2 separate regions of the Sus scrofa genome follow, and region 1 is linked to region 2. The links are chromatin contacts, called in public Hi-C maps. All regions are on one chromosome and are shown on one strand. Each heading gives the region's core, a stretch centred on a gene start, on an enhancer-like site or on the middle of the called end of the contact. The rest is flanking DNA. Distances are from core to core; before and after follow the strand shown.

Region 1 (3,058 bases), core at 46-2,545, 84 kb before region 2:
TAAGTAGGTCCTTTTACCATACTGGTGTCTAAAGAATAAGAAAACAGTCTTAATGGGGTCAAGTAACCTGTCCATGGTCATGATGTTAGTAAACAGTGAAACTTGAAAATTTACTCCCAAACCAATTTTTAATCTACCATACTACACACACAAAAAAATTGTTAAGCATGGGAATGACGTGATAGAAAGAGTTTGGTAGGGCTAACATTTAAAAAGACTAGAAGAATACAGGGTCATGTTAGTTACTGGGTAATTCAGAAATGAATGAGGGAGGCCAAATGTAGGCAACGGGAATGGAGAAAATGAGACACTGTTTAACTTGCATATTACCTTGCACTTTGTAAATTGAGAAATTTAATAAGATAAACTTCTGTAAAGTCTTCTGCTGGGTATTCATCTAGAGCATTATACTGTTCAATTGCACCATACAAAGCAAATCGCTCAACTAATTCCTTCATGGCTCCGACTGCAGGAACTCCTTGTATTAATAAGTACCGAGATTCCAAATTGATCGTGTAAACCTATAAGAAATCAGACACATTAAATGTATTTCACAAAGAAGCCTGGGACAAATCTAATCCTATATTTTTTTAAAGTTGAAAAAAACACCTTTCGACTGGTTTGCATAAAAACAGGAAATCTAAAAACTTGCCCCTCTCTCTACATAATGAATAGTTTACCCTTCTTGCAAAGGCCTTTAGCTAAAGCACGTAACATTATCTTCCATCAATGTGTTTTCCACAAATTAGCTCGGTAGAAGTTACAGGGACGAGTTAACAAGTATTCGCTGAGCGTTTACCATGTAACAAGGACCACTGTAAACACGGAAGATACAGTGACTGAAACACAGCCCTCTTCTCACGGAGCTGAGGTTCTAGCAGTAGACTAAAGAGCACTCAAGCATCTTTGGTACTTGAGTACCAGCGTTTTTCATATTCTTCTTCAGTTAATCGATGTGACCGCAGCCTCTCAAGATGTTATTTACGTAAGCTGGGCATGTGAAGCTGGAACTCACAGAAAGCTACCGGGGATAGCGATTGAAACCAAAGTCACTTTACCCTGACAGCGCGAGGGCGGCGCCCCTCTCGATACTTGGCCCGCGAGTCGCATACAGCCCTTTGGACGTGGTGATCGAATAAGCCTCCTAGCTGCCCGCCGCTCAACGCCATCTTGCCGGTGTTATCCCTCGCGAACGACAACATCCGCCCCGTTGCCCCACCGTTTACCCAATAAGAGAGAGGGGTGAGTTAAGGCGTTCCGAGATTGGCTGAAGAATCGACACCGTCGGCCATCGTTTCCTGTGAGCGAGGATTTGGTGAAGAACGTGTCGCCCCCCAGCGGCGCGGCGGAAAGGCCCTGAGAACAGGCGCAGGCGTGCTGGCCCCTCCCGCTCCGGATGCGCCGCGGGGCCTTAGGGGGCGGGGCCGATCGATCGTCTCCGGGTCCGACGCCCGCGACCTGCGGGGTTGGCCCGGGAAAGATAGGTTGGGCGGCTGGGGGTCGGTGCCTGCAGACAATGTGGGGCGGCGATCGCCTGGCGGGTGCTGGCGGAGGCGGGGCGGCCGTGACGGTGGCCTTCACCAACGCTCGCGACTGCTTCCTCCACTTGCCGCGGCGCCTTGTGGCCCAGCTACACCTGCTGCAGGTAAGGCGCCCGCTTGGTGCCGGGCTCTCACCACCGACTTGGGACAGCTGCTGGCCAGTCTGCGGTCGGCCGAGACCCAGGCCTTTTAGGGACGCAGCGGCCGCTCAGGCCTCTCCCGGCGGCGGGATTAGGGCTGCTTTCCCAGCCCCGCCGACCGGTTCAGAGGCCACACTGAGGACCCCTTGCGGGCAGGGCTGGCCTGGGCGCTCTTGACAGCCACATCACGTCTAGTGCAGCACGGCTTCTTTGAGTTGACCTGCTGTATTCCAGGTCTTTTACTCGCCGGAACTGGGCTTTGAAACGCCCCGATATTCTCCCTCTTCGTTCAACTATTCCTCACTCCAGGTTGGAAAAGCTCTTGAGAAGTCGGGTTTGTTTGTCTTTTGGGATTCTGTTCTGTTTTGTTTCATTATTAGAAAACGTTTTTCCTGCCAGCGATTTCCAGGTGCTTGCATGGCTGTGGTCCCGGCCTTCAGAAAGAGGGGCGGACTTGGTTTGTGAAGTCTCTATTGGTTAACAGAGGTGGAGCCCTGTGTCCCACGAGCGGGATAGATTAATATGAACCTTCTTCCTGTGTCTCCAAACACCTCCGGGGTGCTCCAGGAATGTGCTGTGGGAGTATGCATACTTGGTCATAGGTAGTTAGAATTCCTTGAACCTCTGTTTTCACTTGCGCTCTGCACCTTGTGGTTGTGGCGGTTCATAGCTCTAACACTTGCATGGTTACAGAGATGCAACATCTGTATTTTCCTAATTGTAAAGTGGAGACACCTGGTTTACGAGTTTGAGCGTGCTTGCTTAAGGGGCTAAAAGGATAGGCTGTTTGAAATCTTCGAAAATCCTGAATGCATAGTACCCACTGGTTTGCAGTAATTTCAACAGTTTGCAATAATTTCAAATATCTCCCTTTTCCATTTTAGCTACTTCTCTGTAACTCCTTTTCTAGAGTATTTTCCCCTATCTTTCATAGCACATTAATTTCAACAGATCCTGCCATTATTTCTTTTACTATAAAGTAGGCAGTCTCTTGGCCCTGATAAGCTTCCTTCTGGCTGGAGATGAGTTAGTTATTATCACCTGGTCCCAGGTAGCTGCTCCCTGCCCTGTGCTTTCAGCTTTGATGATTTTCCACGTGCCTTCAAATCCCCACCTAATGAGTTTATAGTAATGTAGAGTAACTGATAATTTTATCTAAGATGTGGATGCTGTTTTACCTTCATCACTATTTAAGAATTTAGTGGTCTTGATCTTTGTTTTACATTTTGAGGCTTCAGTAAGAATTAGTTCATGAAATTTTTTTTTGAAATATAAATCCCTTTAGCCTTGGAAAAAACTTGTTTCTATCCAGCCTATATCAGCAGATTAGGCCTACTTTTTTTCCCCAATTATAAAAGTAGTACATGCTTTATAGAA
Region 2 (3,234 bases), core at 599-3,098:
CAGGCACAAGTTTTTTAACCATTTATTTTCTTATAGAAGAAAATATAGATCAAGAAGATACAATAAAAATTTTGATACATATTCATTAAGTTGATTGTCATAGTAAGAGACATTTTCTGGGGACATAATAACAAGCAAATATGGAAATGAATGAGTTTCAATATTATTATTTGCTTAGATCTTTAAGAAGAAAAAAGGTTTTCCAGTATACTTGGCCACAGCTATAAGGACACCTCCTCCTTTGCGCAGAAAACCCAATAAAATGTGCTCCAGGTTTAGGTTTCTTTTAGAATCATATTTTATATTTCTGAGATAAAAACATAAACGCTAAAGAAAAAAAAAGGGTATTGTCAGTTCTATAAACAGTAAGTCTCCTTACCCCCTTTGAGAAAGTCTGGACCAATCCCTAGAACACTACAAAAGGATCTGCCAAGCAGAGAATCCAAGTTCAAAGGGTGAGAGGTGAAGGCAGTGGCAAGACACACTACACAACGCCATCACAGTACAAGGCACTGAACATAATCATCTTACATTTTTTAATTTAAAAATATGTCTTCTCCCTTTTCCTTTAGTGGAAACTTTCTTTTCAGCAGCTGGAGCAGATTTGTACTTAGTGTTTCGGAGCCGAGCTGACCTCCTGTGAATTTCTTGCTTACTCTGTTACATAAAGAACAAAAAAGAAAGAAATAAGCGTAGACAGCCTGCAGTTCTAAAACAACCATCTTACAAGTATCCCAAAATATGTACTTTAAACCACATTTAAAAACTAAGGGTGCGCTTTTTCTTTTTACGCTGGGTAATCACTGAACTGGGCTAATAAAAACAGAAAGGGCACTGGACAAGCAACTCCAGAGCCGCTACTTGCAACAGGGCAAGGGGCCGCAATAAGAGTTAAGTTTAGGTCAAGGCAGGAACTGTTCATTTGTTGTGTTTGTAACCAAAAATCCTTGAAAACTCAGCTCTCCAAAGCCTGAGAACAGGTCAGGTAGACCACCTCCTGCAATGGAACACTTACGCTGCCACCGAAAATGATGACACGGTAATCTTAACAGCATGACATCAAGACAATAAACTTTATTAACAGGGAAAGAGGTCCAGCGGAACGACCTTGTTCACCTGTGTGCACATGTGTACGTGGAGATGTCTGGTTTCCATCCAAACATTACAATAGGGGCAATTTCTGAAAGGTTTTGGTTTTCTTACTTCTCTATAGACTTTCAATTTCTCACAAGAAAAGGTGCTTAAAAAGGGCCAAACCAATGACGATCTTCTCATCGGGGTTGGGAGTGGGCACAGCGATCCTGGGCTCCCACCGTTCCCTCCTCGCCCTCCTCCCGCCTGACTCGCAGCCGGTCGGCCTCCGCCGTCGGGAGGGGCCGCGGGAGCTCACCTGCTTGCCGCCCCCGCCCCCGTTGCTCTGCGGCGGGGCGGCCGAGGTGCTGGCGAAGGTGGCCGCGCCGAAGCCGCCTCCGCCGCCGCTGCCTCCTGTCCCACCGGCCGCCCCCGAGCCGGTGCCCCCGCCGCCCGCGCCGCCCCTGCCCGTGCAGTGGTGACAGAGAATCTCCCCCTGCGGGCCCTTCTTCCACATGGAGGACGACGTGGTCTTGCAGCCGCTGCAGGTGGGCTTCAGGCCCAGAGGCATCGTGGCCGGCTCGGGCGGCCCCCGCGGGCGCAGCGACACCGGAATGGCTCCCGCCGACCCCGGCGGCCCGCTGGCCGGCCCGCCACTCCCAGAAACGGAAAGAGCGGCGCGGGCGTGGCGCCGAGCTGTCCACGTACAGAGCGGACCGCGGCCGCTGCCCCCTGGAGGCAGGAAGCCGGTTCCGCCCGCGAAACTCAGCGCTGCAGCCCAGTGCGGCCAGCGGCGCCCGGACGCGAGGCCGGGGCGGGGCCTGGCCTGGGAGGGGCCTGGCCTGGGAGGAGCGCCCAGACGCCTGGAGAGGAAGCTTCCGGAGAGGGGGCGGGGCACGCGCGCCCCAAGGCCCGCCTGACCGGAAATGCCCTATCCGGAACTACTGGGAGCAGGTTGCTCCTCAAACATTTTGCCTTAGGCCCACGATTGGCCTGTGAAGTGCAGGACGCCCAATTAAATCTGAATTTCATTTAGGCAGGGAATATTTTTTTTTGTCTTTTTGTCTTTTTACTGCCGTACCCATAGCATATAGAGGTTCCCAGGCTAGGGCTCTAATCCGAGCTGCCCGCCTACGCCCCAGCAACGCCAGATCCGCTGCTGCGTCTGCAACCTACACCAGGGTGGATCCTTAACCCACTGGGCGAGGCCAGGGATGGTACCTCAACCTCATGGTTCCTAGTCGGATTCATTTCTGCTGCGCTATGACGGGAACTCCAAGGCAGCGAATAATTTTTTAACACAAGTGTACCCTAGGCAATATTTGTTGTTTATCTGAATGCAAGTTTAAGTGGACATCCCGTATTTTTGCTAAATCTAACACTCCTTAGGACACCTTTACACCCTTTAAAGTTGTGATTTAGACCCTCTCAGATGCTTTCGATTATATGGCTTATTTCATGGACATTTATGTATTAGGAGTTGAAATGTATTTTAAAACCTAAGATGCCACCCCTGCATTCATTGGCCCTGGAGTGAAGGTGTCATAAGCCCACAGATCTGAACAGTATGCCAGGGAAAGGATGAATAGAAATGTCAAATAGCTGGTTGGGCATTGTTGGGAAACAGATTTGGCCCTGAGAGCCCCGGGAAAGCCCTCCCTGGACCACTCGAGAACAGCTGGCCTAGGACAAGTGCATCATAATGTGGAAAGTAACATAATGTCTTTTCTATCAAAGGAAATCTTGATTACTCCATTTTGCTCTGGTTTCTGCTGGTTGAAATGCTTTCCTGCCACCACCTCCTCTTTCTTTTTCTCCCAGTAACAATTTGTTTCAAATTAGCCAACCAAGGAAATGTGCACCCTGACCTGACCAATGGGAAGGGGACAGGTGCAGCGCCTGTGTTAGGAATAAATAGGGAGGGTCCTTTCCTCTTTTTGCATGCTTTTTGGCTCTTTTTGCATGCTTTTTGACCAAGCATGCCCTTCTGCAGAAGTAAAGAGCCTTGTCAAGGTCTCCCCGTGTTCATGTGCCTTTTTCGACACTGACGATTCGAGCCATGTCTCCAACAATAAGAATCCTGCTCCCCTCTGCTACTGTCACTGGTAAGGACAGGCCTCCCCAGGGACAATCTCTCCTCAGCCTCTCTTAGAATGGCGGCTG

The links. Hi-C and Micro-C count contacts between places; a contact is called where the count stands out from the background.
Region 1: a Hi-C map of liver shows a contact between it and region 2, with 6 times the contacts expected there. The contact joins the promoter of PEX1 here to the promoter of GATAD1 in region 2. A contact is called at or near these places in 1 of 5 promoter capture datasets (liver), 7 of 47 Hi-C or Micro-C datasets (fetal liver, heart right ventricle, liver and 1 more) and 1 of 2 datasets of contacts at active chromatin or transcription factors (alveolar macrophages).

Annotation. Positions count from the first base shown.
Region 1 is chr9:72,442,955-72,446,012 of Sscrofa11.1, reverse strand. PEX1 (peroxisome biogenesis factor 1) reads left to right here and starts at 1,295. Exons shown (of 23, transcript XM_021102380.1): 1 at 1,295-1,645. The coding sequence starts at 1,397. It overlaps RBM48 (RNA-binding protein 48), which reads right to left and starts at 1,202. Exons shown (of 5, transcript XM_003130141.5): 1 at 1,059-1,202; 2 at 331-521. The coding sequence starts at 1,202.
Region 2 is chr9:72,358,935-72,362,168 of Sscrofa11.1, reverse strand. GATAD1 (GATA zinc finger domain-containing protein 1) reads right to left here and starts at 1,848. Exons shown (of 4, transcript XM_021102379.1): 1 at 1,391-1,848; 2 at 532-657. The coding sequence starts at 1,642.